5 separate regions of the Mus musculus genome follow, and all the other regions are linked to region 5. A link is a contact called in public promoter capture Hi-C data. All regions are on one chromosome and are shown on one strand. Each heading gives the region's core, a stretch centred on a gene start, on an enhancer-like site or on the middle of the called end of the contact. The rest is flanking DNA. Distances are from core to core; before and after follow the strand shown.

Region 1 (4,166 bases), core at 1,033-3,532, 950 kb after region 5:
GGGGAAGAGTCTGACTGTATACCTTCCTCTACTTGCTTTCTCTTCCAGAAAAAAACCTCAGGAGAAGAGGTAGGGAATGAATTGCTGTGATGGCCGAGGTCACAAGGAAAGAAAATCAGCTGGGGGTCGGGGGATGTTGAGCACAGATGCATATAAGTGTGAGGAGACTAAGATGAAATCTTAGAAGTCATTTGGCCTTTGCATATCCTATAGTGAGGACAGAAATGAATGTGTCTTGAGATAGATTTATGAATTCAGTTGGCATTGATCCTGGGCCTTCCTGTCAAAAAGAGAAGAAACTCACCTGTATATATCTATATCTACACATATGCCTATACCTATACTTATATCTATATCTATATCTATATATCTACACCTATGCCTATACCTATACTTATATCTATATATCTATACCTATGTCTATACTTATGTCTATATATCTATATCTATACATCTCTATGTCTATATAATCTATATCTATCTTATCTCTATCTATATACGTATGTATATGTGCATTATGTGTATATATATGTGTGTGTGTGTATTTATATACCTGCATGTATGTTCATACATCCTTACCTTCATATATTAACATATGCATATACCCATTTATTGCACACACACATTGTTTGGTTTCTCCTGACTAAGATATTTATAACTCCATGAGAATCATGAATTATATCCGTAGTTCTTTATAGGAGATTTTACAGTCCTGACATTTAGTACCTAACATTTTCCACGAAGGTAAAAGGCTCTGCTGGGCCTGTCACAAAGGCAGCAGGTGTTCTGACTGCGCTGTGCTTGTTAGCATACATGGAGACACTGGGCTTACAGCATGTCCTACTGCATATGCGGACATGGCCCCTCAGAGCTGTGGACCCAGGTCCTTCATCAGGTCATTAAGGATAACGTTTTCTCTAACATTTTCCTGTTAGCCCATTAAAGTTCATCAGGACATTTCGCATGATAACACGGCACCTTTGGCATGAAGCTTTGTCGACATTTAAAGGGTGATCTGGAAGGTGTGCGACCTTGGGAGATGAAACTAGATAAATGTCTGGCCATTATGTGTGGCTCTGCCTTCCTCTGCGCACTACCTATGCAAGATTAGATTGATCATAAGGAATGCTATTCTGTGTAGTTGTACTCAGGGTGGCCAGACAGCCTCTGAGGCCTCTCGGTTCAGATCATTCTGCAGGGGGGACAAAGCTCACCCTTGAGCCTCTTAATTGCACCCCTCTTCTGCACCTGATGGAGCTGATTTGGCCTTGAAATGACCCACCCTGACATCTTTGAAGCCTTGCAAGTTAAAAAAAAATCTGGTTGGCTATCTTCTTTTCTTTTGGTTTCTCTTTGGGACCTATGAGACCCTCATTGGAGGGCAGTGTCAGAAGACATAGGCGGAAGACAGAGCATATTATTTGCTCTCAAAGCCGTGGTTCATGGTTGCTGGGGCCACTGCTGGTAGTAAACATTTGTAGGAAGTTTGCCCATCCTTAAGTCTAGGAAATGACCCTAGGGAAAGACAGACACCTCTTCCTAGGTTTCTCCAAGCTGTGCAGGCATGGGCAATTTGTGATGTAGCTATAATGCAGCTATCCCTCTCCCACACACTCAAGCAGAATCAGACAGAAATCTTGGACTGCCAGAGTCAGCCTTAGCTTGGCAGACATATGGACAGACGTCGCCATCTAGTGTTTCAATGGAAGAACAGGCTCGAACAGCAGAGCCCAGCTCTGAACCCCACTTAGGAGGAAATGGAACTTTCACATTGTGAAAGTTCACCTTCTACCCTAGGACCCTCCCTGGTGACATAGGCTGTTACTTGAGTGCCTGTGAACTGGGAAGAGGCAATGGTGCCCAACGGGTATAGTTTCCACGTGAGCATTCACTCAGCTGTGAACCAAACAATGTTCAACCCAGACCACTGATGAAATGTGAACAATGTAAGCACTTTTGGACAAATGTTGATTGTGTAACTCTACAGAATAAGCCAGCCTCACACTGAGTTAGGTAACCACACACAGAATCGGTGCTTAACTGTCACAGTAAGAACCCATTGAAACAGGCTGGAGAGATGGTGGCTCAACGGTTAAGAGCACTGACTCCTCTTCCAGAGGTCCCGAGTTCAATTCCCAGCAACCACATGGTGGCTCACAACCATCTGTAATGGGATCTGATGCCTTCTTCTGGTGTGTCTGAGGACAGATACAGTGTACTCATTTATATAAAATAAATAATTCAAAAAAAGGGAGCCAATTGGACCATACACTGTGCAGAAGTGAGGTTCGTCTTAGGCTGAGAAGAAGCCCAGGTTCTGCCTGTGGATGGTGGAGTGGCACCCCTTGGACAGGCTGAGTTAAGTGGGAGGGGGTGTCCTTGAGTCTTTTGTTCCTTCAAGAGATTGACTTGACTCTCCATGGGAGAAAACTTAAATCACATTACCTTTTGAAGTCATGCTTAATCCTCAGAACTAGAGCTAGGACCCATCAAAATAAACACAATGAAAAAAAAAATGGCCATAATCCTAGTGGCCTACCCACAGGGCAATCCGTCCCATCTGATTAAGTCACATGGCTCTATGGCTTTCTTGAGCTGCAAACCATTTGAAGGATGGAACCCAGAGAGTCTGTACATGCTAGGCAAGTATTGTACCACTGAGCTACATTCTACCCGCCCCCCAGGATTTTCAAGTTGAAGCATTAAAGGGATATGCTACGTGTTTGTAAGCCACTGGCATGTGCCTGGGCTGAGGTGGTCAGGAAGAATCTCCTGCCTTGTTTCAAACGTGTGGGGCTTCTCCTTGAGTGACTTAAAGGAGAAAGAATAGACACCCCCCCCATAATGTCCCTGTGTTTCCACAGGACCCCAGCGCCATGCCAAGACCCACCTCACAGGATCTAGCTGGCTATTGGGATATGCTGCAGCTGTCTGTGGAAGATGTCAGCATGAAGTTTGACGAGCTGCACCAGCTGAAGCTCAATGACTGGAAGATAATAGAGTCACCCGAAAGAAAGGTAATGCAGTCATGTGATGCGGTGGTCCCAAGCTTGTAGGCTTCTGGCGCCTGCTCCGGTACCAGATGATAGCGGATTTCTCCACATTTAATACAGGAACAGATTGTGTGTGTGTGTGTGTGTGTGTGTGTGTGTGTGTGTGTGTGTGTGTGTGTGTGATGGAGGAGGGGTATTGCAAGCACATACACAAATGGCCAGGAATGGAATCCTAGGTTCGAGAATAGCAGTGGGTGTCTTGCTCTATCTCCGGTACACAGACATCTCAGAGACACCAGGAAAGATCCCTACATCTCTAATCTCGTTTCCTCCAGGGATAAATCCTGGCTCATTTTCATCCAACTTCTGTTTGGATTGTATTTAGCTGATCTCCCACAGGTAAGATCTTAGGTCTGGCTAAGATGACAATTGTCTTCTATCCAAATACACTTTACCTGGTACATGTAGGGAGCTAAGGGCGTGACTGCATTTAAACCTTTCGGAGCAGTCTGAGGGTGTGGTCTTCTGATGGAGCTTCATCATCCTTAAATAGGCTGAAAATTTGCATTAAGTCTGAATTTGGCTCCTGCTGCATGGTGACATCATCTCAGGAGAGCCCTGGAAGGCAGTCCAAGTCAGCAATGCATGTGTCGACTTACAAGCTCCCTAGAGATCTAATAATGGCCTGAATTTTCTAGACAGATATAGTCCATTAAATTGAGTTACGGCTAATGGGGCCAGCAAGATGGCCCAGTGGGTAAAGGTGTTTGCCATCAAGCCTTATGCTCTGAGGCCGGTCCCAGGATCTACATGGTGGGAGATCTAATTCCTATACATCGTCCTCTGACCTCCACACAGTGCACTGTGGCACATGTACACCCACATGCATCATCCATACATATGCTCACTAAATAAATGTGGTCCTTTTATTTAAAATTCCAGTTAGATGTGGTAGTAGTTTATGCCTGAGTTCCCAGAACGTGGAAAGCCAAAGTGGGTTTGTAAGTTTGAGACCTGAAATAAATCAGGAGACTCTGTCTCAAAATGAAATAAAGTCAAGTTACAGAGCAAACAGATCCATAATCGTTTGGAGAAGTACCACTTACTGCATGAGGGAGACTGTGTAGCTGCTGCTTAGGAGGAAAGACAGTGAGGGTGCTCACTGTCTGGGCT
Region 2 (4,095 bases), core at 487-2,986, 730 kb before region 5:
TGACAATGGACTCCTAACTCTCTGGCCCCAGATGAGTCCTCTCTAAGCTGCCTAGATCATAGAGTTTTATCACATCAATGGAGAAGTAAGCAGAGTCTTGTGATTGCAAGCTTGTGCCCCCATACCTCCTTCTAATTTTCTGCCTTGCTCCTCCACTCCCTGTTTTTGACAGTCTGTAACCCTGGCTGGCTTAGAACGCAGAGGTCCACCTGCCTCTGCCTCCCAAGTCCTGGATTAAAGGGATGCACACCCACACCGTTATATCCATCTTAAAAAGACCCCCCTCCTTTAGAAAGTGATCTTTGACCCATTTCTCCCAGTTTCTTTTTAAAATTTCACTTTATTTTGTGCATGAGAGTTTTGCTTGAATATAGGGTAGGCCTGTGCATCATAGGCAGGTGTGGTGTGCCCTCAGAAGTCAGGAGAGGGCATCAGGCTCCCCGGAACTGGATAGTTGTGAACCATGTGAGTGATGGGACTGGAACCAAGGTCCTACACAAATGAGCCATCTCTCCAACCACTCTTATTCTCCGGTCACAGAATAAACTAGTCCACTACATAAACAGCTTTTAAGTTTTGTTACTGGGTCTACAATTCTGAGGAGGAAGAACTCAGCTTGAATGAAAAATCTGTTAACAGGAGGAATCCTCAAGCTAAAACTTGAGGACTTCAAGGTAGATCTGGTGGTCTCCGGCCTTTAGTCCCAGCACTCTGAAGGCAGAGGCAGGCTGATCTCTTGAGTCTGAGGCCAACCTGTCTAAGTAATGAGTTCTAGGATTGCCAGGGTTATATAGAGAGACCCTGTCTCCAAAACAATATAATAACATAAAAGCTCAGATTATTCATGCCATGGTGGCACACACCTGTAATCTCTGCGCTCCTGACAGGATGATTGCCCAGAGTGTGGGGCCAGCCTGGTCCATGCGAGTTCCAGGTCAACCTGGGCTTTAGGGTGACGCCATGTCCCCAAACATCAAACCAATCCTCGAGTTTTGAGTGTGACATTCACAAAAGAGGAAAATACTTTAGTATTGAACTCTTCATGGAAATAGTCATCTCAGGTAAGATGACCATCCACATGCCCTTAAGCAGCCAGGAATGGTCAAGAACACTGCGCCCACACACATCATCTGAGCACTCAGGAAGCAGAGGCGGGCTGATCTCTGAGTTTGAGGCCGGCTAAAGATATATTCTGAAATCCTATCTCTTAAAAAGTATCTTTTCCACATCTCCCACCATCTACGTATCCTAAAGGACTGTCCTCTGCCTGGATCACCGAATGGGACACATTCGGGGCTGACCCTAGACACTAGTATGTGAGCCTGAAAGTGGAGGTCAGCCTGGGCCTGGGGCACGGGTCTAGATGGGAATACCCACCTCGAAATGGATATGCACACTGTCCTGGGATGTAAACACTGGTATTGACCTAGACATGGCTCTCAACCAAGACTACCACTGGGCTGCAGGCCTTCAGGGGCTTGGACCTGAACTGTGGCATGTAGCTGGCCTACGGGGCTCAGTCCAGCCTTCATGGCTTCCTGTTTCCATCTTCACTTTCTCCGACAGCGTTTCTCCTTCCCTTACTCAAAGCCACAACCTACTTTCCATTTCGGGACACTCGGGAGAAAGGCCGTGGGGGGGGGGGGGGGAAGGGGGTGGGGAGAGGGCAAGATATCACGTGGTCCAGCGCCCACGTGATGCCGACTGGCACGTGACCACATCACGTGCGGAACGGAGCCTCCCGAAGAAGTGAGGAGTAAGCTGGCGGTCCACGGGCTCTCGCGAGACCCTCGGCTCACGTGACCGGCGGGCGCGGCACTGCTCACGTGACAGGCGCTGCCGGCCGCAGGGTCCTCTCCGTGCCGGCGCCGCAGCTGCGGGGCCTCTCGAGTCGGTGGACGCGCCCTCCCGCCGGCCTCGCCGCCCGCGCAACCGCCGTCCTCCGGCCTCGGCTGCGTCGCGCCATGGCGGCCCCCGGCGCCCGGCGGCCGCTGCTCCTGCTGCTGCTGGGTGAGCCCGAGAGGGAGGGAGAGAGAAGGAGGGCCGGGCGGGGTCGGTGTCTCGGGACGGACGGGAACAGAGCGGCAGGCCGGGCGGGGACGGGGCGCCCGGAGCCGCGGGCGTCAAGAAGGCCTCGAGCCGGCCCGCCCGCTCCGCAGTGGCGCTCGCCGCCTGGGAGCCCGTGCGGGCCTAAGGACGTAGGTGCGGGTTGGGAGCCCAGTCTGAGCCGCTCTGGAAGGAGCTGGGCTGGAGTTCCTGCCAGGCAGTGCTGCTGGCTCTGAGCTGCCTTGTGAGAGGACTGGGTGCTGCCTCGGACCCTGCCTGGGGTGCCGGGTGCCCTTCCTCGCCGCTGTATCCCGGCAACGCGGAGCGTTTCGCTGCGGTGCCAGCATCTTCAGGACGGGAGAGAGGTGGCTGGCCAAATCTCCTGGGCACAGAGGCTCACACCCCCAAATTCTGTGACTGTGACTTTATGGAATTCGTTTACCCTTTCTTTTATTTTGCTACTTGTGTGAACTCTCTGGTCCGTGAGAGGTGCGCTTACTCGGCGGTCTTAACCCAGAAGCCTTGCTAAGGGGACCTGTGACCCTTCACGGTTCAGGAGTTGTAGCTAATATACGAGTTGCCGAAACAAGTTCTGTTGTGTCAGAATGGCTTGGTAACTAGCTGGAGTTCAATCTCCAGCACAGCCAAAAACGACTTAAACCCTTAGACTGTTTTATACTTTTAAAATGGGGGGAGGGGTGTCTCACCACCACGCTGGCCTGAAACTCACAGGTTCAGGTTCTCGTAGTCTCTGCTTCCTAAATGCTGATTGGGATAAAATCCAAAGGACAGCCAGGTTAGGCCTCTTCATGTTTTTCAAACTACCTTGTGGCTTGCATAGTGGTTTATACCTTTAATCCTGAGCTAGTGTCAGGACGATCTCTTTAACAAGCCATTCTGGTCTATATAATGAGTTCTAAGACAGCCAGGACCGGAGACCCTGTTGCAAAAATGAAATAAATAAACGAATGAATGAATAAACTAAACTAATCAGTGGTGGCTCACACTTGTTAGACCGTGGAGGCTGAGGCAGGGGAATTTTAAGGTTGGGTCAGCCTGAGTTTGTAATCTAAGCACTTAGCAGGCTTATGTGGGAGACTTTCTGTGAATCGGAGGCCAACCTGGGCTACAAAGTGAGACACTGTTTCAAAGCAAAATCTAAGTGGAGAGGGAAAGTCTGTGACCCTGATTGAGTGCCCCTGTGCCATAAATTGTCCCAGCTTTCACAAAGGGACTTTAACAACTTAGACAGGATCTTGGTTGTGTGACTTCAAAAATAATTTTATCTTAAAAAAAAACCTCTGTAACGATGGGATTGTTAATTGTTCCTACATTAATTGCTATCACCTCCAAGCTGCTTAAGTGCTTAATAGACAACAGACTAGTGTGAACTGAAACTAGTATGTAGGATTGCTTAATGGAACTGTTCGGTTGTTAGGGCTAACCCTATGACCTTCCCCTTTCTGGATGAGCCTGGTCAGTCTAGAAGTATGAGAAGTCTAATTAAAGTTATCCTGGATTGTGGGACCTTGAATTCTTCACTAGATTGGTGGTCCAGCGGTTCAGTAGTCTTGTAATTTTGAGTTCATATTCTGTTAGACCCAACTTAGATATTGTTATCTTGACCTGGCCCTTTTTTGTTTTGCTTTGTTTTTGTTTGTTTGTTTGTTTGTTTTAGTGTATATGAGTACACTGTAGCTGTCTTCAGACAGACCTCTGGACATTGTATCCCATTACAGATGGTTGTGAGTCACCATATAGTTGCTGGTGATTGAGTTCAGAAATTCTGGAAGAGCAGTCAGTGCTCCTAACTCCCAAGCCATCTCTGCAGCCCAACCTGGCCTTTTGTGGACACATAAACTGTGGCACCTGTCCTGGAGTGGCCTGTCTCCTCTGCTCTCTTTCGAGCCCCCAGTCCTGACATATGGGATTGCATGGTGCTTTCATAAAGTGCCAGGTTTACAGCAGTAGTCCTGAACTGGATTTTTCTAGAAGAAGAAACACTTGTCACTTTTCTCCCACAACATTCTACATAGCTTGCCCCAGCCT
Region 3 (4,319 bases), core at 516-3,015, 530 kb before region 5:
GGCAGTAGTGAGTCAGGCAGTTCAGATGGAACCCAGTTTTGATTTTCACTTTCCTTGGCTAAGGCTACTGAAGTTATTATTATTAATTATTAGTATAAATTGGTTATTTGTACTTTTGAAAATTGTGAGATGTTTGCTCGGTTATTGATTGGTTTATTTGTTCCTTTGTTGTTGAGGTTTTTTTGTGGAGTTTTTTTGTTTTTGTTTTTTTGTTTTTGCCTTTATATAGTGGTGTTAATCCACTGGTAGGTAGATGAGCAACTGGCAAAGATTTTCTCCAGTTTTGTAATTCTTCTCTTCCCTGGTGACTGTCTGCTTGGAAGAAGCCTCTAAGTCTCATTTCCTGTGTGGACAAGAGTCCTTTTCAGAAAGCCCTTGCCTGCACCTCCCGCTCTATCCTGTTTCCACCTCGCAGGCTCACAGCTTGAGGTGAGGCCTTACGCTAAGGTGGTTAGTACACTCTGAGTTCACTTACGCTAAGGTGGTTAGTACACTCGGAGTTAACTTACGCAAAGGTGGTTAGTACACTCTGAGTTAACTTACGCTAAGGTGGTTAGTACACTCTGAGTTCACTTACGCTAAGGTGGTTAGTACACTCTGAGTTAACTTAGTGCAGAATCATTCAGTTTCATTCCTGGGTACATCCAGACGCATTTATCACAGCACCTTTGGAGAGCTGCCTTTTCTAGAGTGTAGCATTTTGGCGTTGTTGTTGTTGTTGAAAATCAAATGTCTGTAGCCCCTTGGATTTGTCTCTTGGCCTTCTGTTGTAATCCATCAATCTGTACACCTGCCTTTGTTACTGTATGGCCGCTCCTTTAGCACTGCCTTCTGCTTAGGGCTCCTTTGTTACTGTGTGGGCTACTCTGGCTGTTGGGGTTCCTTGTAGCAACTGCATTTCTAGCTCTGTACAGGGTGCTGTTGGTGTTTTGGTGGGGACTGGATTGATCCTGTATGGTTTTTTTGGTAATGAGGCCATTTACTTAAAACCATTCTTATCTTTAGAAGGTGTGCTTGCTTGGCATGAGTGAGGCTCTGGGTTTTATCAATAGTGCACACACCAAAAACCAAAACAATAAAAATAAAGCAAAAAATCTAGGAAGTCTCACTTGCGGATCTTTTGGCTAAGGTTGGGTGAGGCAAACTCCAGGTTTTACAATTTCATAATTTGCCACCTTAAGTCTGCAGAGAGTGAGGATGTGGTTTACAATTGGAAACTATGGATGCAGTATTTTGGGATCTTTCTCTGAATCTTACCAATTCATAGTGTCTATACAACTATATTTAAAAGCATTTTCCTTTGAAAGGTCTTTATAATATGTTTTATATTGAGTGAGACACTTTTTAAGGTGAGAGTTAGCTTCAGGTCATGTTCTGATTTTTCTTTTATAGCTGAAAAGTCAGCCTTCCCTGGGGATTCTGTGTGTCAGTCTTTGTGTTAGGAAAACTCGTTAGGTGTTCCATTTTGTTTTGCCACATTAAAGCAAAGAAATGGCCATTTTATCCTGTAGACAGCCACTGGGGAGGTGCAATGGCAAGTCTGATGAGTGTACTATAAAGTGGACCCTGGTCCCAGGCCCAGTGCCTTCTTTAGCCAGTGCCCCAAAGAGGGAACTAGAGGGCCCAGGACCAAATTTGGGGATGGGACACGTGTGACTGAGCCATAGGTCTGTAAATCAAAACTAGGGAAGGTGAGTTCTTGATAGACACACCAGCTTCCTGGAACTGCCTCTCTAACCTCAGCTCAGAGAAGCAGTTTGACCCTTAACCCGTGTTGTTGTGTTCCAGGTGTGGTATCTCTTGTAGCCGTCCACCCGTCCACAGTCAACACACTTGGGAAGCAGCTTTTGCCAAAAACCTTCGGACAGTCCAATGTCAATATCACACAGCAAGTGGTAAGTGGTAAGAAGCGTGAGTGTCAGGTCTGTGGATGGGCTGGGTGTGGGCCATGCTGCTGTGGACCATGCTGGGGCCACCGCGTGGTGAGTGTAGGAGGCTCCTTGTAGGAGTGACTTTCTTCTCAGGGTGCATCTGATTTCTGACAATGTGCACTGCTTTCGTTGCACACAGTGTGCAGTCTTACTGTCTCCAGTGTGCTTTCTATGTCGGAGTGTCTGAGGCCCCTGTACACATGGCCTGAGCACTGTCCTGCTCCATGGCTTCAGTTGCCAGCTCTGTGCCCTTTCTCCATCGAATAATGCATCAAAGATGAGGCGCTCCCATAGAGCCCCCCTCAGTGTGCCTGCAGTGGACTTACCTGTAACTGGGGCTTCAGCCAGTGGTGTTTTAACACAGCTACCTAGTAGTGGATGGATTCTTGTCTTTCATCCAGGGACTTTGTCCTGGGCTTCCCTCCCCCAGCCTTGGCTGGGTAAATGCTCTAGCTTCTCCTGGGAAGCTACCTTGCCCACGTGCTGCCTTCTCCACAGTGTCTGTCACCCGCCAGTCTTGTGTCTTCTGAGGATGGATGGCCTGACAACCCTCAAATAATCATTGGGCCTTAGGACTCTGTAGCTTAACATTTTTTAGAATATATTTTATTTTTGTTCTGTTTTTACATATTAAGTGGACACTCATGTGGAGGTCAGAGGACAACTTGCAGGAGTTTCTTTTCCTCCGTCATGTGTGTTCTGGGGAACAGACTTGGTGGTTAGGCGTCGTGACAATTGCCTTTATCACCAAACCCCTCTGCAGCATTTCACAGGTGTCCCTAGCTATCCCTCCAGTCCCTCTCAGTCTCACAGGCATCGGCAGGTGTTCCTAGATGTCTCTTATCCCTAAACAGAATTCTTGGCTGTGCTTTTTGCCCCTGTTGTTGGGGCATCTCTGCAATGCAGTCAGGCTTTGTATAGGGAAAGCAGTCATACCGAATCGCTAGTGTTCCGGTCGTCCCCTGCACCAGCTTTGGCTGTGGTGTGCACATTCACTGCCTCCTCTTGTCAGTGGATTCTGGGCATTGGGGGTTTTCTTTCTATGTTTGAGTGTTGTGCTGCATTGTCTATGTGGACTGCATGTATGCCAGCATCATCTCTCCTGGAACTGGAGTTGTAGGTGCTTGTGAGTCGCCACGTGGGCACTGAAAAGTAAACCTGGGTCCTCGGCAAGCATAGCAAGTGCTCTTAGCCACGGAGCTGGCTGTCAGGTCCCTCATGGCGGTGGTATTTGTGAGGTGAGGTGTCCTGTGCCACTGGCTGGCTGGAAAACCATTTTGTGTAGAACAGGCTGGTCTTGACTTCCTGGAGATTCGTTTCCTCCTTTCTCCTCCTGAGTGCCAGGATTAAGGGTATGTGGCATACTCCTAGGCTGTATCCTCAGCCGGGCATGTTCCAAGTGACCCCTAAACTGTTTGAGGAGATGGCTGGGTTGGCTCTAACATAGGAGGTGATAGTTAAACCTTATGTGCATGCGAAGTGTGATGGGGGCAGGTGCTGTGTCCCTGGCACTTGCTCACCAGAGGCTATTAAGAGTGTCTAGGTATTGGAAGCTTTGACACAGAGATGGCTCTGTTAACACAGAGGTGCCTGCCTTGCTGGTTTGCACTCTGGGCCCTGCCTGTAGCTTCATGGTAAAGCCTACCTAACCTTCCCTGAACCTTTCTAAATTTGTAGTTTGCTTTTGTGTTTAAATTTTTTATTTTGTATGTAACTAGTAGAATCACGCAGTGTATAATACTGAACAGCTTTTATCTGAAATTAAGGTGCAAAATGAATCCTTAGGGTGTTTTGAGGGGAGAGTGTTTTGGAAGACCTTGTGGTCTGGGTACTGGGTGTGGCTTGTTGGCCGAAGGCTTGTCTAGAGTGTGGGAGACTGTGTGTTCTATAGCAAGGCAAAGACGCATCAACAGGACTCCCATATTGGCTTGAAAGCTAGAAGGGGGCTCTAAGTGATGTCAGTCCTCAGTATGTGCCAGTTAGCAGTCATGTGGCTTGCTGGAACTTTGGGTCTGGAAGACTGGGTTTGAACCAGTCTCAGTCCCAGCAGTAGTGACATAGGAAAGACTGCTTGTGACCAGGCTTCCTCTTGTCCTGAGGAGTAGCAACCAGAGAACCCTAACCGAAGTAGCTCTTTGGTATCTGAAAGGCCAGTGTCCCTGGGGGCTTCTGCATGCTGTATTCACATGTGTGATGGTGGAATGTGAGCACACCAAGGGGAATGTGGCCCTTTTCCCAGTGTCAGGGTGCAGATGGAATGGGACCCACTTCCGGCCAGCATGGCTGTGCTCCCCAGGGCTTTGTCTGCAGCCTTTGGATCTGGCCGTGCCAGCATGGAGCTGCTACTTTACAACCTGGTTTTCCTCTGTCTCCTTGAGGCCTGGGCAC
Region 4 (3,973 bases), core at 807-3,306, 930 kb after region 5:
GACAGAGCCGCAGTAGAGACAGGGTCGTGGGGGGGCAGGGGGAGCAAAGAAAACAGTCTAAGGAGAAGTGGTAGAGTAGGAAGACAGCATAAGTGTGGTGGGGAAGTGGGATGGGAGGTGTAGGGAGACAGGGTACAGAGGTAGGGGGATTGAGGCCAAGCACAAAGGTAGGGCTGGGTGGTGCGGTGAGAGAAGGCTCTGGTAGCTTCTGGGGAGGGTGGGGTAAGACCTGGGGCAGAGCAGTTGTTCAAGAGCCTGAAACTTCCACCCAGCACAGGGATCTAGTTATGTGGCCCTCAGACTCTAGGACCAGAGAAAAGAGGAACAAAGGAGATACCACACATATGTCTCCATCATTCACACCTTTGAAGTAATTTACTGTGAGGCAAGCAAGAGCTGGGATTCCAGGAGACACCCAGAGAATCTCCAAGTGGGATACGTCCCCCAGAATGAACCACATTGAGAAGACAGTGCTGCAGACAGTAGCACGTGCTTTCCATGCTTGGCATCATGGGATCAAGGGGATGGAGGAGGATGAGTGAGTCTCAGGGTGTTTGTAAAAGGTAGCCATGGAAGATGCCAGTGTGTGAACATCGGCAGAGGGTGGAGACACAGAGAGCAGTGGGTGGAGACACAGAGAGCAGTGGGTGGAGACACAGAGAGCAGTGGGTGGAGACACAGAGAGCAGTGGGTGGAGACACAGAGAGCAGTGGGTGGAGACACAGAGAGCAGTGGGTGGAGCAAGAATCTCACCATGCACATCTCTGAATCTGAAAATGTGGAATGCTTTTAGTTTAATAACTCTCTTTAGATAGATCCACATTAACAACAAAAAAAAAAAACTCAAAGAAAATCTCTTTTCTATTATGTGTGTGTGTGTGTGTGTGTGTGTGTGTGTGTGTGTGTGTGTGTGAATAAAAGAAAAGGAAAGGAAAGGGGGGATTCAAGGTACTTTTTCTGTGGCAGAAAAAAACTTAGCCTGATTTGTGACACCCAGCTCTCAACCAGCTTCTTTTTAAATTATTATTATTATTATCATTGTTATTATTATTATTATTTATTGGATATTTTCTTTATTTACATTTCAAATGTTATCCCCTTTCCCAGTTTCTCCCCTCCCACAAACCCCCTATCCCATCCTCCCTCCCCCTGCTTCTATGAGGGTGTTCCTCCACCCACCCACCCACTCCCACCTCCCTGCCCTCGATTCCCCTACACTGGGGCATCTGTGGAGCCTTCACAGGACCAAAGGCCTCTCTCTCTCTACCAGCTTCTCTCCTGACTCTTGCCACCGTTCCCTTTAAACTGCATTCCCACTCATCGGCATTATGTGCTGCCATGGTGAGCTCACTTCACTTTATTTGTGAGTGTTAAATAACAGCTACTCATTATGAAGAAATGTAGGAAATACAATCAGAAGAGAGAAAATTGCAAATACTGTCACTCACTGTGCAATAAATGTGACTGACATTTTCAATGTGCCCTGGTTTCTCACACCAGTGATTCCCTATGTGTGCATTTCATGTTTGTCTCTGATTTGGGACCCCGCCTGCTTCCCTCACCTGGTGTGGTAAAAGGGGTGTTGGCACAACATGGTGACCTTCATGAAATCAGTGGTATAGAAGTGTTCTGTTTCACACATACACACACACACATACATTTTCACACATACTTACATTCAGATGCGCGCACACACACACATGCACACTCACACATACATTCACACACGCACATACATTTTCTTACACACATGTTCACTCACACACATGCACACTCACACACATGCACACCCACACACACACACACATTTTTTAACTTATATGCTAGATTCTTTAGGTGCTTTTATGATTTTCCTTTTGTTACACATATATCCATACAGATATCTTTAAATACAACAGAATCTTGTCCACTCGCCTGACTTTTTCGGGCCAGATGCCCAGAAACAGCCTAACTGAGCTGCGTATCAGAGCTGTAGACCAGCTCAATGGAGGATTTCCCCTGACTAGGCCTTCTTCTCTTACAGCTGTCTCCTACACAAATTACAAGAAGACGCCTCCCCCGGTGCCTCCACGGACCACCTCCAAGCCTCTGATCTCTGTGACGGCCCAGAGCAGCACGGAATCGACACAGGATGCCTACCAGGACAGCCGTGCCCAGAGGATGTCCCCCTGGCCCCAAGATAGCCGTGGCGGCCTCTACAACTCCATGGACAGTCTAGACAGCAACAAGGCCATGAATTTGGCTCTGGAAACAGCTGCAGCCCAGCGCCACGCGGCGGACACCCAGAGCAGCTCCACACGGAGCATCGACAAGGCGGTCCTGGCATCCAAGGCTGAAGAGCTCCTGAAAAGTCGCTGCTCCTCCATCGGGGTCCAGGTACTCTCCCTTGACCACCCTCCCTGGCGCCTGCACAGGCTGAGTCAAAAACCAAGTCACAGCCCCAAGTGTTTGGCCCCTTAACAGAAGCAGGGCAGTAAATGATGCTGAGAGACCATATGTGCCTGCCACAGCATGAGAGACCCCAGGACAGAGCCCAGGGAGGTGAGACTCATGTACTTCCCTCACACACACTACCTAATGGTCCTCAGGACTGACAGCTAGGAAGATGGTTTGGAGAGGTTGTCCAGATGTCTATAACAGGGGTGATGAACTTGTTGAAAACACATCAGCCCTCGTGGAGTATTGGGAATAAAGAGGCAGACAGACCCAAGTGCTGTGAGTTGAGCATGTGACCAACTGGAACAGTGTGCAGCTGGGCTCTTCCTCTTGGCCTTCTGTCCCAGAGGCCTCTACACACAGGAGCAGTATCCTGTAGTGTCAGCCGTGCAAGGGTATCCCACCATCCCATTATCCTCCCTGCTCCAAGCCTGGCTGGCCCTCCCACTCCTCAGTTGACTCAGAGAGCTTGACTCAGGTGCATTGAAGCACACATAATACAAAAAATAGGGCTCTGTCTCACAAACGGCATCAGGTGACCTCCTCTAAGCCCTAGCAGACACAGTTGCGGAAGCCAAGCTTTGCCAACGTAGGTTTGCCTCTTGCTTCTGCGCCTCAGCTCAGCCTGTGTGGCAGGTTTTAAAATCATAGTGATTAATTCTCCACACATACATCCTGCAAAGGAGGAAGTTCACAGAGCTGGAAGGGTTGGTTCCACATAGGACTGGGGGGACAGGAAGAAACCCAGGGGGGTGTCGGCCCACTGGCCTGGGTCCTTGAGCCAGGTCTCCACACTGTGGCTTCGTTGGTTTTTTTAGGATTCTGAATTCCCCGATCATCAACCCTACCCAAGGTCAGATGTAAGTACCAACCCTCTCCAAATCCAAGCTCGCATGAAGTTTTTTCTCTCTCTTCTTTGGACTCTTCATATGACTGCTCTCGTCACCTCTCTGTCCAGGCTCTATGTGCCAGGCACTCTGTTGGGTGCATCACGCTGTTGCACAGAACCCTTGACAACCCCTAGGAAATACCTCAGCCCCCACTCCAGGGGAAGACACAATTTGCAAGCCTGAGGAATTCTAGCAACTGTGGAAGCACGGGACGTGGCCATTCCTCTGTCCGTAGTTAGACCCAGAGTTCTCCAAATACATGAGCACATAATCACTACCAGGCTTCCAAGCTCCCCGTGGTATTCATAGCCAAAGTTGTCTGTCAGTGGCCCACGATAGGACTGAGGATGGAGACTCAGCCTCTGTGCGGCTAAAAGTGCCCGATACAATTCACAAAGTTGGGCTATCATACTCCAAAGGGAGACAACACTTCATGCTGCCTCCTCAGAGCTGGGCTGCCACCTGAACTCACACACATTCTCTCCCCCTCACAGCTGGGCCCCACACACCTCTGGCCCACTCCTATTTACAAGAGCTATCCTCCCTCACTCTGTTGCGTGGAGGCTGGGCCTGTGCCTCCTGCCTCTTGGTACCCCAGCACCTAGCACAGTGCCCGGCACATAGAGAGCTCTCAGTTCATGTTAAGT
Region 5 (3,812 bases), core at 299-2,798:
AAAACCAGGCATGGTGGGCCACTCTGTAATCTGAGCATTTAGGAGATAGGTGCAGGAGGATCAGAAGTCCTGGCCACAGAGTGAGCCCAGCTCCTGGGCTACATGAGACCCTGTCTCAAAAATATTACAATAAAGCCAACAATAATAACAAAACCACCTGTTAGACTGCAAGAAGTAACACTTCTTTGACTTAAATTGCAATATTTATTTTATTTGTGTATATTTGTGTGTGTGTGAATATACCAGGAGGATCCCCTGGAGAGGGAGTTGCAGAGGGCTGAGACATCTGTTGTGGGTGCTAAGAGCCAAGCCAAACTCTGTAAGACCACCATGGCTGTCTTTCCAGCCTTCATCCTGCATGTAAATAAACTGTACTTAGCACTCACCCTAATTACCGTTCATTATCTAGTCACCCCTGAGCTTTAATGACTCTATCTCCTGTAGTCCGTGATAACCACAGACCACTGCTGCCCCCTATGGTGCTGGACCTCTTACTTGAACCTCACGCCTATCTCCCTACTCCTGCTCACCCTTCCACTTAAAAGCTTCGCGAGCCCTCCACTGCCATCACAGACCAGCAATGCCATTCATATTGACTCTCACGTTCCTTTCTGTAAGAAGCCTGCTCTCCGACCCAAGCTCCAAGGCCATTTGCCTTGCCCTTTCTCATATCCAGACCTTTGCTGGGCCTACCCTCTCACCCAAGAACATCCTTTCCAGATCCGCCCTAACAACATCACTCTCCTATTTTGCAAAAGTGATTTTCTTTGCAAATCTATTGGTACTTGAATAGCAGCTTCAAGTACCATCACTGAGGCTCTGGTAAGCGTTCTATTCATTCATCCAATTAGGATACACCAGGCATAGGTGCGGCTTCTGGGAAACAGGATGTCTACAGTCAAGAAGCTCGCAGTAGGTGGATGCAATACGGGCAGGTCATGGGGAAAGGCTGTATGGCGCGCACTTAAAAACAAGTTTCTGAAAACCCGTGTCACAAGGGGACCATTCGTTTCATCAAATGGGAAAAAGCACGGGTGACATCTGGCGTCCAAGGTCAGCTACACATCCCCACCAATGGCCAGAGGTCCTCAAGGTGAGAAAAAAAAAATCCGTTTCCTCGCAGCTCCCACCTGACCCAGCCCCCTGCGGCTGGAGCGGGCTCAGGGCAGCCGGCTCCGGGAAGCCAGCTCCGCGTTCCCTGCATTCACTCCCGCAGATGCTCCCCAGCAGCCCCAGTGTCCCTCTCCCTTCAGCGCCAGCCACAGCCTAGGGCTCGGGTCCGCGCGCGTTCCCGCGCCCACTGCCGTTACCGGCCAGGCTCTCTGCGTGCACTCGCGCGGCCCCGGCGTTTCCCGGGTGAGCGGCCTCCCGGCAGCGCGTGAACCCCGCGGTTTCCCGCCTGGGTGGTCGCGGATGCCCGCGTCCCCCACCCCGTCGCGCTCACCTCCGCGCTGGGGGCCTCCTGCGAACTCCGCTCGCCCGGGCCCCGACCGGTGGCTGCCTGAGGGTCCATGCCCGGCCGCCCACAGCCAGGCGCCTGGGACGCTCCGGCACGTGACGGCCGACGGGCTGCGGACAAGCCAATCGGCGTGGGGCGGCGCGGCGACCGAGGGGGCGGGGCGGCGCAGGGGCAGCGCCGGACGGCACGCCCACCTGCGTTGTTGTGCGGGACCGCAGGCTCTACAGCTCTTTCTGACCTCTAGTGCTGGTTTCGAGCCTTAGGCCTGATTGGGCACTGAGCCATCCCAGCCACACGGGGCTTTCCTACTGCATTGTGAAATGACACATAGAGCCCACCCGGGTGTCACACAGTCACAGCCGATGGGCTCCATCACTTTTCTCTCTACCCAATCACAGGGTTTTCCAGATTGCAGGCTGCACCCGCACTACAGCATCCCTTAATGAGGGACTTCAGCAACCTGAAATGATCTGAAATGATAACCCAGCAGCCTGGAGACATGCTGCTTTGATTTAATGATCGTCTTTAAAGTCAATCTGCAAGGAACCAGGATAAAGGAGCAAAACAACGTGCCACCACAAAAACAAGGTGGTGTTAGGAACTTAGAGTCAAAAGCCAGTGCTCCAAGTCAGTAATGTGACTTTGTTGAATAATTCTCCGTTTTCCGTTTCTCTTAGGAGTGTCAGAGGCTACAGCTAAAAAGTTTTGCCCACATGACTACTGGAACAGGAGCTGGACAAAGATGATACCAGTAGACATGCTAATTGGCTCACAAAGCCTCAACCCTACACACAGAACTATAGGCAACTAAGGATTGCTGAGAGTGGGAGAGATAGCCTTCCCCAAGGAAGAGTACCGTTGGTTATCCAGTACCCAGTGGTTGGTTATCCAGTATTCAGTGGTTGGTTATTCAGTACCCAATGGTCTGCCCTGGAAGCCCTACACATGCAAGTAACATTGTATAGACTGAGCAGATTGTATTTAGGTACATTCACATACACACACACACACACACACACACACACACACACACACATGCACACATACACATTCACACATTCACACATACACATTCACAGATACACACATTTGTCACACATATACACATACAAATGAGCGTTCACACACAACACATTCGCGCGCGCACATTCACACACGTTCACACATATATTTCTCACACACACATTCACACATACATTTCTCACACATATACACACACATTCACCCATACACATTCACACACGTTCACACACACACACACAAATAGATTTCACACACGCACACACACAAGCGCGCGTTTGACTAACCTGTTCTCAGGAGATACTTGCTTCCCACTGCATGATTGCTATTCCCACAGCAGCTTGGGGAAAGGAATCAGAAATGTTTACTTACCTTCCAATTTTGTTTTGAACAGGAGTCTTGCTAGACAGCCCAAGTTCAATTAGAAATCGAGATCTTCCTGTCTGTTTCAGCTTTCCAAGTGCAGAGATTACACGTGTGAGCCACCACACTCTGACTGAAAGAGAAATCTGCACCGAATGATAACAAGCTTTAAAAATAGCACGCACTGCCATGACTTAGAAACTACAAATCCATCTTCCCAGACAAGACATGCTTATACAACGTACTTGCTCCTTTTTGAGCAACATAATTTTACTGAAAAAAAAAAAGACAAAAAGATGGATAATTGTCCTGTAAACTAAAAAGGATGAAATGTCTTCTTCTACAAGGACAGAAAGCCTATTGCATCTTGTGTAAGCAGACACCCAGGCCAGCGCCTCCATAGCAGTTTAAATGAGGACACATCTGCGAATCAATACAAGAAGTGGAGACTGACAGTTGGTTATTCCCGTCTCAGTCAACATTTAGTGACATTAGCCACCCCTGAATTATGGTGTTTACTTCTCTTCCTGATCTTCTTGCCTTATTTATTTATTTATTTATTTAATGTTTGAGTACTCTATCTGTACATACACCTGCATGCCAGAAGAGGGCATCGGATCCCATCATAGATGATTGTGAGCTGCCATGTGGTTGCTGGGAATTGAACTCAGGACTTCGGGATTATTTAAAATCTTAATCCAATTACATTTCAGGGTACTTTGGAGACCAACAATTCTATTTCAAAGAATATATTCTAGTAGCCAATCTCCAACGTGGACAAATAGTATTTCTACCTACTGTGTACAAAGAATCTACACACCATACAGCTGTTTGTTGTTGTTGTCATTGTCTGAGGCACATGATCTCACAATATTAGCCAAGCTTTCTCCAACTCCTGGATTTAAACAATTCTGATGCTGCTTTCTACCAAGTAGCTGGTATCTGAGACTAAAGGTGTGTGTCACGGTAT

Evidence for each region. Promoter capture Hi-C pulls out the DNA fragments that hold promoters and counts their contacts.
Region 1: a contact with region 5 is called in a promoter capture Hi-C map of liver. The contact joins the enhancer-like site here to the promoter of Coprs in region 5. A contact is called at or near these places in 21 of 39 promoter capture datasets (the 3T3-L1 cell line, 3T3-L1-derived adipocytes, the C10 cell line and 12 more), 2 of 15 datasets of contacts at CTCF or cohesin (pro-B cells and stem cell-derived epiblast-like cells), 3 of 484 Hi-C or Micro-C datasets (the Ba/F3 cell line, the HPC-7 cell line and the N1E-115 cell line), 10 of 115 datasets of contacts at active chromatin or transcription factors (the NIH/3T3 cell line, bone marrow-derived macrophages, craniofacial prominence and 6 more) and 2 of 9 other capture datasets (embryonic stem cells and macrophages).
Region 2: a contact with region 5 is called in a promoter capture Hi-C map of pre-B cells, with 2.8 times the contacts expected there. The contact joins the promoter of Lamp1 here to the promoter of Coprs in region 5.
Region 3: a promoter capture Hi-C map of liver shows a contact between it and region 5, with 2.4 times the contacts expected there. The contact joins the enhancer-like site here to the promoter of Coprs in region 5. A contact is called at or near these places in 6 of 39 promoter capture datasets (the 3T3-L1 cell line, embryonic stem cells, hippocampal neurons and 2 more), 1 of 115 datasets of contacts at active chromatin or transcription factors (embryonic stem cells) and 2 of 9 other capture datasets (adipose tissue and liver).
Region 4: a promoter capture Hi-C map of cranial neural crest shows a contact between it and region 5, with 5 times the contacts expected there. The contact joins the enhancer-like site here to the promoter of Coprs in region 5. A contact is called at or near these places in 8 of 39 promoter capture datasets (cranial neural crest, embryonic stem cells, frontonasal cranial neural crest and 4 more), 7 of 115 datasets of contacts at active chromatin or transcription factors (bone marrow-derived macrophages, craniofacial prominence, embryonic basal ganglia and 4 more) and 1 of 9 other capture datasets (macrophages).

Annotation. Positions count from the first base shown.
Region 1 is chr8:14,840,634-14,844,799 of GRCm38.p6, forward strand. Dlgap2 (DLG associated protein 2) reads left to right here. Exons shown (of 16, transcript NM_172910.3): 15 at 2,865-3,017. Among named protein-coding and RNA genes, the nearest start is that of Cln8, 46 kb to the right of the region's middle. Within about 2 kb of position 2,283, at least 22 of the 459 cell types and tissues checked have an H3K27ac peak or open chromatin away from gene starts, as enhancers often do. A contact at or near this core is called in liver, where this site is marked.
Region 2 is chr8:13,157,425-13,161,519 of GRCm38.p6, forward strand. Lamp1 (lysosomal-associated membrane protein 1) reads left to right here and starts at 1,737. Exons shown (of 9, transcript NM_010684.3): 1 at 1,737-2,010. The coding sequence starts at 1,965.
Region 3 is chr8:13,363,301-13,367,619 of GRCm38.p6, forward strand. It overlaps Tfdp1 (transcription factor Dp 1), which reads left to right. Exons shown (of 12, transcript NM_001291765.1): 4 at 1,789-1,895. Among named protein-coding and RNA genes, the nearest start is that of Tfdp1, 27 kb to the left of the region's middle. Within about 2 kb of position 1,766, at least 6 of the 459 cell types and tissues checked have an H3K27ac peak or open chromatin away from gene starts, as enhancers often do. A contact at or near this core is called in liver, where this site is marked.
Region 4 is chr8:14,820,320-14,824,292 of GRCm38.p6, forward strand. Dlgap2 (DLG associated protein 2) reads left to right here. Exons shown (of 16, transcript NM_172910.3): 10 at 2,024-2,376; 11 at 3,255-3,296. Among named protein-coding and RNA genes, the nearest start is that of C030037F17Rik, 56 kb to the left of the region's middle. Within about 2 kb of position 2,057, at least 7 of the 459 cell types and tissues checked have an H3K27ac peak or open chromatin away from gene starts, as enhancers often do.
Region 5 is chr8:13,888,723-13,892,534 of GRCm38.p6, forward strand. Coprs (coordinator of PRMT5, differentiation stimulator) reads right to left here and starts at 1,549. Exons shown (of 4, transcript NM_025556.3): 1 at 1,445-1,549. The coding sequence starts at 1,513.